Regions from separate parts of the Mus musculus genome. Here region 1 is linked to region 2. The links are chromatin contacts, called in public Hi-C maps. All regions are on one chromosome and are shown on one strand. Each heading gives the region's core, a stretch centred on a gene start, on an enhancer-like site or on the middle of the called end of the contact. The rest is flanking DNA. Distances are from core to core; before and after follow the strand shown.

Region 1 (2,700 bases), core at 51-2,550, 580 kb after region 2:
CTTAGAATGCAAGAAGCCCTGGATTCAATCTTCAAAACTGGGGGTGGGGGGAGGAGTCTCTGTAGCCCAGCTCTTTCCTGAACTCCAGCCCTATAGATCCAATCCTCCAGTTACTGGACCCAATTATTCATTTCAACAAATACATGCTGGGCATGCATCAGGAGGTCAGGCTGTGCTGGGCGAATTCATCTCGACCCTTGCTCTCAAGAGTTCTTAGTCCAGACAGGACTCAGGTGAAGAGGTGCTGAGATCTGGAAAGCACTGAGAAAGGGCTGCTGGGCATTCCAGGTATCCAGAAGGTCATGGGGAAGGCTTCCTAGCAGCAGAGGCATTGAACTAAGTGCCAAAAGACAAGTGGGGTTTAGGCAGGCAAGTGGTGAGGGGTGAGCTATGGAGGGCTTGAGGGGACTTAGTGGCAAGCAGTGGAAGATCCTAAGAGGCAGCTCTCTGGTGTTCCTAGTGCCTGTTCTGGTTGTCCCAGAAAGGTTAATGGGAAGTGATACTGGATTGGGGTGAGGGGTGGGGCTGCTGCACTAATCAAGTGGAGGTATACTGCATGACCGTGGTGGTCGAGTTCAGGGAGGGGCAGATGGTGGGGAGAGAGAGAGAGAGAGAGAGAGAGAGAGAGAGAGAGAGAGAGAGAGAGAGAGACTTTAGGGATCTTAAGAGGCAACATGGCAGATCCTTGTGCTACACCCGGTTGGGTCAGAAAACCTGCTACACAGGTAACTCCTGGTTTCTAACTCCTGGTTTCTAACTCCTGTTTAAGACAGAGACACAGGTGAGACCAGGTTGGAGATAGCAACATGGGTCTGAGTTTGAGGCAAGCAGTGATGTGGGGCATCTCCAATAGACTAATAATAGCAGGATTGAACCAGGAGTCTGTGAGGGCAGTCCCCAGGCATAACCACAGTCAAGGCCACTTGGTCCTGGAGGGCTCTTTTTCATTCCCTCAGCCCAGCCAGTCACCTCCTGCTCCTCTCCAAACCTGAGTGCCGCCCCACCCCAGCACTCTGACGAATCTCCCTCCTCCTTCCCTCCCCCAACCCCCCCGGAGAACACTCAACTCCAGGCCCTTCTCCCAGGGCCTCTACCTAGCCTCTCCTTGGTACGCACCGGGCCTCATCCCGAAGGAGGGATGCTCTTGCCTCTAGAGACTAGGACACCGGATTGAGGACTCGAAAAAAGCATCGTACGCTTCAGGCCAGGCTGAGGGGCCCACGACGTGGCCTGAGGGACATCGGGTTCCCCGAGCCTGCTTGTCTGCGGGCGCCGGGGGCGTGACGCGTCGGGGCCCATCCGCAGGGCCCCTCCCGAGCCACCTCCTCCCGATCCCGTCGAGACCCGCCCCCTCTACCCCTGGGCGGGAGGACCGGACTCTGATTGGACATCTCTGCGGGGCGCTGCGCGGCACAGCCAATGATCGTGGGCCGGCGCGGCGGCGGGCGGGGGGAGCGAGCGCAGCCTGGAGCTGCGGCGCCAGCGGGTTGAGCCGGGCGATCCTAGCCCGGCAAGGCGGGCAGGGCGGGGCGCGCACAGCGGGAGCGAGCCTGGTGCCCACCGCAGAGACTGTCGCCAGGTGCCTAGGTAGGGGTCAGCAGCCGGGACTTGGAGTTGGAAACTGGGGTGCGGACGGCTGAGCCGCCCTGTGCAGCCAACGGGCTGTAGAAGGGTGGTCTACAAGGCCGGGTCTACGTGGGCAGCCGGAATCTGGTGTGCAGAGATTCCCGCTGTGTCTGCAGGGCCAGGTCCTCGGGATGGTTCCCTGAGCCCGCATCTGTCTAAGCCAGCTATGCGGGTGCCCGACCACCTGCGTTTCTTCCGCAGCTGCTGTCTGTGGGACTGCATAGAAGCCCCGCGCGCGCGGTGCCTTGGGCCCGGCTCTGGGTGGAGGCCGTGTCTATTCGGAGTGGGCCTGGACGGGTGCACCCACGTGTGGATCTCAGCAGAGCGCTTCTCCCACAGCCCTCCCGTGAGTCTTCCGTGGAGAGCTGGGGGCGGGGTGATGAATGGGACGGATGCAGCGAGCGACTTCAGCTGCTGCGCAGTCGTCCCCTGACTGAGTGAGGGTGGCGGAGGCGGCGCTGTGGTTTCTGGGTCTGGTGGGTACAGGATTGGTGCTCCGAGGGTGCACACGTGCGCGGGGAGCTGTGTGTGGTGTTTGGAGGCGGGTGTGCGTGCGTCACGTGGACACAAGAGTGTGCCTGTGTACCTGAGGGGTGCGTTTCAGGATGGAGTGGTGTGTGAGCACCGGTCACGAGGACAAGGATTACATCTGTCAGGGAAGGGGTGTGTGTCTGTCTTGAGGGTGTTACAGAGTGAGCAGAGCTAGCTGTCACATGCCTTGGGTCCCAGGACTGTGTCCCAGTGAGCTCCTCTCTTTGTCTTGGCCAGGTTCAGGGTGTGAGAGAAGCGCACAGCTGTGTCCTTGAAAATCCCAGGGAAAAGGAAGAGGCTGGGTCTTCTGCGCATCTCTACCTCTTCCATCCAACATACGCTGTGGGTCAGACTGTTCTAGACCCTACTACCTGCTCCTTGGTCCCCCACGCCCAGTCCTCAGACCAGGACTGGGGCTTATTTTAAACCTTATCCAAGTGAATTGCTTCCCTGCTTAAAGACTCCTTTGGTGTTAGAGGCCTCTGGTTTCTGTTCACAAACCCTAAACCAAGCCTGTTGGGAAGCACTCTATTGCTATCACGT
Region 2 (2,700 bases), core at 148-2,647:
CAGCTAACAGTTGACCTTTTAAAACTGTAAATCAGATGTAAATCCTCCCTGCACTCTCTGAAGAAATTCTGAACCCTTGAGCCTGGCCCTGGGTTCTATATAACCTTGCTCCTGGCACCTGAGTCCTCCTCCTCACCTTACTGACCTCATTCCCGTAAGAGATGAGTGGCCTCTGTAGAAGAAATGTCCTTGGCCTGCTCTTAGATTTTTGCCCTGGGGACAATAGAGCCCATCTTGTCCCTCAGCTGTCAGCTCACATGTCAGTCTTGTCATGGTCTCTTAAATAGAATCTTAGAATCTATAGAATTTTCCCTTTAATTTTTTTTTTGGTTTTGTTTTTGTGTGTGTGTGTGGTTTTGGGTTTTTTGGTTTTTTTTGTTTTGTTTTGTTTTGGTTTGGTTTGGTTTTTCGAGACAGGGTTTCTCTGTGTAGCCCTGGCTGCCCTGGAACTCACTTTGTAGACCAGGCTGGCCTTGAACTCAGAAATCCACCTGCCTCTGCCTCCCAAGTGCTGGGATCAAAGGTGTGCACCACCATGCCCGGCTTCCCTTTAATTTTTTTTTTTTAAGAAAATGTTGTTTATTTTATTTTATTTTTTTTTTTGTTTTTTGTTTTTTTTTTTTTTTTGGTTTTTCGAGACAGGGTTTCTCTGTATAGTCTTGGCTGTCCTGGAACTCACTTTGTAGACCAGGCTGGCCTCAAACTCAGAAATCCGCCTGTCTCTGCCTCCCAAGTGCTGGGATTAAAGGCGTGTGCCACCACCTCCCGGCTGTTTATTTTTATGAATACACTGTATCTGTCTTCAGACACACCAGAAGAGTGGATTGGATCCCATTACAGATGGTTGTGAGCCACCATGTGGTTGCTGGGAACTGAACTCAGGACCTCTGGAAGAGTAGTCAGAGCTCTTAACCGATGAGCCATCTCTCCAGCCCCTCCCTTTAATTTTTAACAGGCGATGTTTTCACGTTTTTTAACATTTAAAAGGCTCCCTCTGCTCCCTACATTCCTTATTTTCCTCATAACTATCATTTAAAATGTATTTGTCTACTCGTTCATCAACCATCTCTTCCCACTAGAAAGGAAGTCCACAGAAGCCGCGGCTTTGTTCGGATGCACACAATAAAAGCGGAATAATAGCGGATGTCTCGGACTAGATCGCGAGCAGACCCGGGTCTGGGAAGAGATCATACTACGGCTTTTTCGTGGATTTGTTTGCACCTCCGGTCGTCAGGAACTCCTCCAGGTTAAAGGAAGAGATCGAAGCATCAGTTTCTGAGCACACGCGCGTGTGAGAACACTCTGCTCCACCCACAGCCACAAGGGAAAGGCAAGGCCGTACGGAAGCCACTTCCAACCTGCTAGGCCCCGCCCTCACTCGGACGTCCCAGTGCGCAGGCGCCGAGACCTGACCTGGAAGTGACTGTCTTCTGAGCCCACGTGTTTGGCTCAGCATGGCGGAGATGAAGAGCCCCACGAAAGCTGAGCCTGCGACTCCCGCAGAAGCGGCGCAAAGCGACCGCCACAGCCTGCTGGAGCACAGCCGCGAGTTCTTGGACTTCTTCTGGGACATTGCGAAACCGGATCAGGAAACGCGGCTCCGGGCCACGGAGAAGTTGTTGGAGTACTTGCGCACAAGGCCCAATGTATGATGGAGGGGCCCAGGCCCATCGTGGCTCTGGATGCAAGGGGGAGGGGTGGGCCCTTCAGATCACTGTTGAACACGAGGGATGTTCTTGGTTCCGTAGGATTCGGAGATGAAATATGCCCTGAAGCGCCTAATCACTGGGCTTGGGGTGGGCCGAGAAGCCGCTAGGCCCTGCTACAGCCTGGCGCTGGCACAGGTGAGACTGTGTGTCTGGCAAGGGCACGATCTCGCTGGGCAAAGGTGGCGTCTAAGGGTAGGGGGCACCGAAGCTGCGGGGTAAGAAGAAATCCGAGATGCTTCAGAGGGGATACAGGCATCCTTACTTGGGTGGGAGGAAGTGCCAAAACATGGCCTATGTACAGCAAAGTCCAGGCAGGTGGAAGAGTTGAACACGTTTTCTTTCTGATACACGTTTATCAGCTACAGAGTATTAGCTACAGTTACTGGAAGTAGTGAACTTTGAGGTTGATTTCTGCAAGGTTGGGGAGCCGCCTCCAGGTTAGGAAGGCAACTGATGACAGACCACGTAGAAATTTGTACAGCAAAAAGCAATGAAGACTAACCAGCCTCAAGGCAACTCAGAACAGGATCTTTGGATGGGATGGGTTTTCCCAAGAGGTACAGAAGCAGCCTAGGCCTTCTGAAGCCTTGATGGAGGTGGGGCTTAGCCATGTAAGATGTGGTCCCTTGAAAGCAGTAGCGCTTGTGAGGGATGGGAGGAGCACGGAGATTATATTGGGGAAAGCTGAAGGAGGGAAATGGACTTGGTCTGGTTTGTTGTCCCTGGGCCACTCCTGAGCTCTTTCTGGTCTTGCCTGGTAGCTGTTGCAGTCTTTTGAAGACATCCCATTGTGTGACATCCTGGATCAGATACAAGAAAAATACAGCCTACAAGCCATGAACAAGGTGCGTGAGATTCCCAGACAGACAACCTGCTCCTGAACAGCTATGGGGAGGGACCCTCTTCACCTGTGTTTTCAATCTTTTTCTAGGCAATGATGAGACCTAGTCTCTTTGCAAACCTTTTTGGAGTGCTAGCCCTCTTTCAGTCA

The links. Hi-C and Micro-C count contacts between places; a contact is called where the count stands out from the background.
Region 1: a Hi-C map of CD8 T cells shows a contact between it and region 2, with 3 times the contacts expected there. The contact joins the promoter of 4732414G09Rik here to the promoter of Mybbp1a in region 2. A contact is called at or near these places in 3 of 484 Hi-C or Micro-C datasets (B cells, CD4 T cells and CD8 T cells), 6 of 115 datasets of contacts at active chromatin or transcription factors (the 230-238 cell line, the SCID.adh cell line, embryonic stem cells and 2 more) and 1 of 9 other capture datasets (liver).

The regions. Positions count from the first base shown.
Region 1 is chr11:73,017,541-73,020,240 of GRCm38.p6, forward strand. 4732414G09Rik (RIKEN cDNA 4732414G09 gene) reads right to left here and starts at 1,301. Exons shown (of 3, transcript NR_152202.1): 1 at 1,117-1,301. It overlaps Camkk1 (calcium/calmodulin-dependent protein kinase kinase 1, alpha), which reads left to right and starts at 1,448. Exons shown (of 16, transcript NM_018883.3): 1 at 1,448-1,587.
Region 2 is chr11:72,439,930-72,442,629 of GRCm38.p6, forward strand. Mybbp1a (MYB binding protein (P160) 1a) reads left to right here and starts at 1,398. Exons shown (of 26, transcript NM_016776.3): 1 at 1,398-1,646; 2 at 1,749-1,844; 3 at 2,471-2,554; 4 at 2,641-2,700. The coding sequence starts at 1,455.